Regions from separate parts of the Danio rerio genome. Here region 2 is linked to region 1. Evidence: chromatin contacts called from public HiChIP or PLAC-seq data. All regions are on one chromosome and are shown on one strand. Each heading gives the region's core, a stretch centred on a gene start, on an enhancer-like site or on the middle of the called end of the contact. The rest is flanking DNA. Distances are from core to core; before and after follow the strand shown.

What was found. HiChIP or PLAC-seq counts read pairs in DNA pulled down with a chosen protein or histone mark.
Region 2: a contact with region 1 is called in an H3K4me3 HiChIP or PLAC-seq map of embryo, with 2.0 times the contacts expected there. The contact joins the promoter of cyp2x8 here to the promoter of kdm7ab in region 1.

Annotation. Positions count from the first base shown.
Region 1 is chr25:18,186,381-18,189,080 of GRCz12tu, reverse strand. kdm7ab (lysine (K)-specific demethylase 7Ab) reads right to left here and starts at 1,256. Exons shown (of 22, transcript NM_001202419.1): 1 at 1,150-1,256. The coding sequence starts at 1,247.
Region 2 is chr25:18,349,098-18,351,918 of GRCz12tu, reverse strand. cyp2x8 (cytochrome P450, family 2, subfamily X, polypeptide 8) reads left to right here and starts at 1,563. Exons shown (of 8, transcript NM_001002187.1): 1 at 1,563-1,743; 2 at 1,815-1,977. The coding sequence starts at 1,582. cyp2x9 (cytochrome P450, family 2, subfamily X, polypeptide 9) reads left to right here. Exons shown (of 9, transcript NM_001077453.1): 9 at 1-123.

The DNA.
Region 1 (2,700 bases), core at 7-2,506:
TGATGTTCTACTAAATAAATAAAAGAGTCACCTACATCCAGGGGTGGATTTAATAATTTTGGGGCCCAAGCAATTCCATCAATGGGGCCCCGAAAGTATTAAAATGCAAAATAATAATAAAGCATCATGTAAAACTTTTGAAACTATTTGTTTTCTTAAAATGAATTCACATCACAACTAAATTTTTTTTTTAACTAAATATGTACTGAATTGACTGCTGGACTCGTCCATGATTGAAGGTGGGGGACACATTTGCACAGATGTAATAATTAAGTTAAGTTAATCAAGTTAAAACCCTTACTGTTCATAATATAATAGAATCAATGCTACATATAAGTTATAGATATCATTTATACTTCTAGGCATTTATTTCTGGACCCCCAGAGTTTCTGAGGCCCTAAGCGGCTGCTTATCTTACTTATTGGTTAAATTCACCCGTGCCTACAGCTTGAATAGCCAGAAGTTGATTAACTAAACAGCAAATTTCCATTTTTGAGTGAACAATCCCTTTAACGAAGATGAAAGCAACTGTGCACAAGCTCCATACTTCGGCACCAAATCGATCACGGCTTAGTTTAAGTTTAAAAATCATAGGCGATACAATTTTAACACTTTTAGCTTCTTATCCCAGGATTTTAATATTTAGCTTTACGACAAGTACAGAGCGTTAACTCAAATTTTAAATGCCCATTATAAATCTTCACTTGACGTCTCACGTGCACAACAACAACCAAGTCAAAGCAGAGATATTTACTGACCTCTGACATAAAACCACACAAGGGGTTAATGTCAGCTGATGCCCTGCAACTCCTAGCCACAAAGCTACCGAGAAACCCTGCGTGAACCCGTTTACACTGAACTGTCGGAGAAGCAATGAAAAAACACACTTAATATCACTACAAAACAATAACAAAGCCATTTGGGATCGAATTAGCAAACAGGCAAAGCTAGCATGTGTGTTAGGAAATTACTAATAAACGTTTATCAACGCTTGGAAATGTTGACAAAGCAGCGCGTGAAATCGCCTCGGTGCGAGCGAGAGACCGAGACCAGCGGACGGCGAATTTCTGACACCCAAAATGCCACACACGGGCGTTTTTGTTTGCCTTCCCTCACATCATACGGCGGAGAAAACGCTAGATTTCTTACCTGCCGTGAAACCAGTCCTTACAAATGTCGCATTCTATCATAAACCGGCTCACGTCGTACGGCTGCCGGCAGACGCAGTACAGCTGGGCCGTCGCCATCTTCGGACTGTCCCCAAACAACGCAGGCAGCCTGAGCTCGGGCTGGGCGGGGATTCCGTCTAATTATGCGGAAACAACACAGAGGGGAACGCGAGGGGCGGGGCGAGGAGAGCATGTCGTGACGCCATGCATCAACACGGAGCGAGAGGCACGTCATCGTTACGCAATGAGACGATAATGTGGCAATAATAATAATAAAAAAGAGTGAATGTGTGTTTCAGTCAAAGAAAAGAATCAGTCCTTGGGAAAAATATATCTGGAATTCATTAATAGATAAAATAAAGCTAATTGGGAAAAGGTTAGCCTAACTTTATTAGTTGTGTTTTTCTAACAAAGTAAAAGAATTGCATTTAAATGCATTTTAAAAATGACCAATCATCAATTGTGTCAATCAAATATATGCCGTGAAAAGTAACCTGAGTATCATTTCACTGTTGCGACCCCTGATAGAGCATGGAATAAGCGGAAGGAATAGAAATGTTGCCCAATTTGCACCCCTCACTGTAAAAAAAAATCTTGCCTACTTTGTTTAGTTGAATCAAATGAACTATTCTAGTCATCTCAACTTACATCAATCATAATGACTAAATATATAAAAAACATGATTAGCAGGCGACACAGTGGTGCAGTAGGTGCTGTCGCCTCACAGCAAGAAAGTGACTTGGCTGGGTCAGTTGGCATTTCTGTGTGGAGTTTGCATGTTTTCCCTTTGTTTGCGTGGGTTTCCTCCGGGTGCTCCGGTTTCCCCCACAGTTTAAAGACATGTGGTATAGGTTAATTGGGTAGGCTAAATTGTCCATAGTGTATGAGTGTGAATGAGTGTGTGGATGTTTCCCAGAGATGGGTTGCGGCTGGAAGGGCATCTGCTGCGTAAAACGTGCTAGATAAGTTGGTGGTTCATTCCGAATTTTCTACAAAATGTTTACAACAAACAATTGTAAAAACTAAAAATGTATAATTAACCTTTTGAGTAATAATATCTAACGTTTTCTTTTTTTAAATGCAAATTTTTTTATTTTTTTATTTATTTTTTTATTTACTGTTGTACTCATAATCTCTTCTAATGTTATGTTTAACTTTTAAAATGTACTGTTTAAATGTGCAACAATACAGTGCTCAGTATAACTGAGTACAGCCCACTTTGAAAATTATTTTTTCCGCTTTTCTTAGTGAATATAGAAAATATATATTGGTGCATTTGAACAAAACAGATTTATTAAACAGGTATATTTAATAAAATAATATTTTAGTCAAAGAACATCTCTAGAAATGGAAAGATAATACATTTAAATTCATGCAAAATATTGTAAAAAAAAATTACAAACTACAACATTTCAACAATATTGTTTAATTTTTTATTATTTTTTATTTTTGCTATTCTTGAAAACGTTATTTCATATTTTCCACTAACATACACACTTGGGCTACCAACATTTTAACCATTGTTTTAATT
Region 2 (2,821 bases), core at 314-2,813, 160 kb before region 1:
ATTGCTTTGATGTAAGTATTTTAAAGAGACTGTATGCATCATGACTGGTCGAAAACATTATAAAAAAGAATTGTAATGTATCATGAAAAAAGGCCTTGAATAAAAGCTTAGCTGATAAGTGTGCATGCATGGTATGGTTTTTTTTTGTGCTATCACAAACTGAAGAAAACTGAAAATAAAGTCTTCATTGTTGCATGATCCATCTGAAATAATTCTAATATGATTATTTAGAAATATTCCTCTGAGATTTTGGTCCATATTGACATGATAGCATCACGCAGTTGCTGCAGATTTGTCGACTGCACATTCATGATGCAAATCTCCCATTCCAACACATCCCAAGGTGCTCTATTGAATTGAGATCTGGTGACTGTAGAGGCCATTTCAGTTCAGTGAACTCATTTTCATGTTCAAGAAACTAGTCTGATATGATTCACGCTTTATGACATGGTGCGTTATCCTGCTGGAAGTAGCCATCAGAAGATGAGTACACTGTGGTCATAAAGGGATGGACATGGTCAGCAACATACTCTGGTAGGCTGTGTCACTATGCCAAGAACTTAATAAAGTGGCCAGTGAGTGTTGTTTTTGATACATTTAATTCATCCTTCCTGAGCATTTATTTCTCACTATGCTTAGGCTTATTAACCAATTTATAAGGCATCACCACAGTAGAATGAACCACCAGTTATTATAAATACATGTTTTACCAGCGGATGGCCTTCCTGCTGCAACCTAACACTGCGTACAACCCACAGACATGCGCAAACACACATTCATTCACTATGGTTTATCCAATTCACCTGTACTGCATGTCTCTGGACTAATGTGCGAACATGGGGAGAACATGCAAACTCCACACAGAAAGGCCTCCAGCTTGAGCCAGGACTCAAACCAGAGACCTTTTTTTTATGGTGAGCCAACAGTGCTAATTGCTGAGCCACCATGCAATGAGAATAATTAATAAACATTATTTTTGTTTTAAAAAACCTGCTAGCTATAAAACCCCTAAAAATTCATTCATTCATTATTTTTCTTGTCAGCTTAGTCCTTTTATTAATCTGGGGTTGCCACAGCGGAATGAACCACCAACTTATTCAGCACATTTTTATGCAGCGGATGCCCTTACAGCTGCAACCCATCTCTGGGAAACATCCACACACACATTCATACACTACAGACAATTTAGCCTACCCAATTCACCTGTACTGCATGTCTTTGGACTGTGGGGGGAACCGGAGCACCCGGAGGAAACCCACGCAAACACAGGGAGAACATGCAAACTCCACACAGAAACGAGTCGAGGATCAAACCAGCGACTATGACATATGGCATATGGCACAGCTTCTTCTATACTGAATGGATTTGTGTTTAATTATACAAACCAGCAAAATACAGGTGAAAAAAAAAGTTTTGAACTTTTGAGTAGATTGTTTGTTCCAGTCGCTTTATCTTTCTTGGAAAATGGCCAATGTTGTTCAGCAAGCAGATAGCAATGTACCAAGAGACTGGGAGGTAATAGGTTTACAAGCTTGCTTTGCTTGAGTGAAACAGAGGGACCGCAGCTGGACATTAGTAAGCATGTTGGGTTCCTCGGTTCTTGTTTTAATATGCATCCTGCTCGTCTTCCTCCTCATCCGGATCCAGAGGCCAAAAAATTTTCCTCCAGGACCTTCTCCTCTTCCAATATTTGGAAATCTGCTTCACTTCAACCTCGCAAATCCTTTGAAGGAGTTTGAAAGAGTATGGCTTTCTTCTTTTTATCTTGAGTTCCAACATTTCTTCTTGATTGTAAACCAATTTTCCACTTTAAGTTTGCAGAAAAATATGGGAACATTTTCAGCCTGTACACTGGATCGAGGCCAGCAGTTTTTCTGAACAGTTTTGCGGTTATTAAGGAAGCTCTGGTTACCAAAGCTCAAGACTTTTCAGGTCGACCTCAAGACTTCATGATCAGTCATCTCACAGAGTGTAAAGGTAATTCCTAAAAAAAGCTGTCTTAGATAGTAAAATGGAAATTCACAATCTAATGAGTGTAATATTCCTTTTATAAGTAGCAAGTAGTAAGTAGTTGTTTGGGTGACTTGCATTTTAGAAATAGAAACAAATGGGGTTTTTACAGTCACTAGGGTTAACGCAGGATTAACTGTTACATTAACCATGTCATTTCTAAATACATTTTGAATTATGATTATGAATGAATGACTCATGACATGTCGCCATCTGCTGGTGTGAAGAAAAAAAGTTTCCCTTGTCCATTCTATAAATTGGCCAAACTAGGTCAAAATAAACTTGTTGTGCTATGTGCCCCCATTGTTCAAAACAGCATGCCAAAGCAAACTGAACTCTTTGGAAAAGTTCGCCTTGGCTGGTAAACACCTTCCAAATGTTAGGTTAGTGGTAGTTATCTAATAAGTAGGAGTGACTCTAAAGCTCCGCCTTTTTTGACATGTACATCGGGTTACTTTTTTCAGTCCACGAAGTGCAGACATCTGTGAGTAAAAACTACAAGACAGAAGTTGAAAATAACAGAGGCTGAACGTGTTATTCAATTTGCAACATTTAGAGCAGTGTTCCCAACCATGTTTCTGGAGGACCACAAACACATGTTTGGGATGTCTCCTTTGTCTGTCACACCAATTAGTCTTTCAAGTCTCTGCTAATGAGCTGATGCTCTGAATCAGATGTGTTTGGTTAAGGAGATATGAAAAATGTGCAGAGCTGATGGTCCTACAGGAGCAGGGTTGACAAACATTGCTTTAGGATCATTGAAAAATCCTCACCACCCATCAGGGGCGGACTAGCTATCTGGCAAATGCCA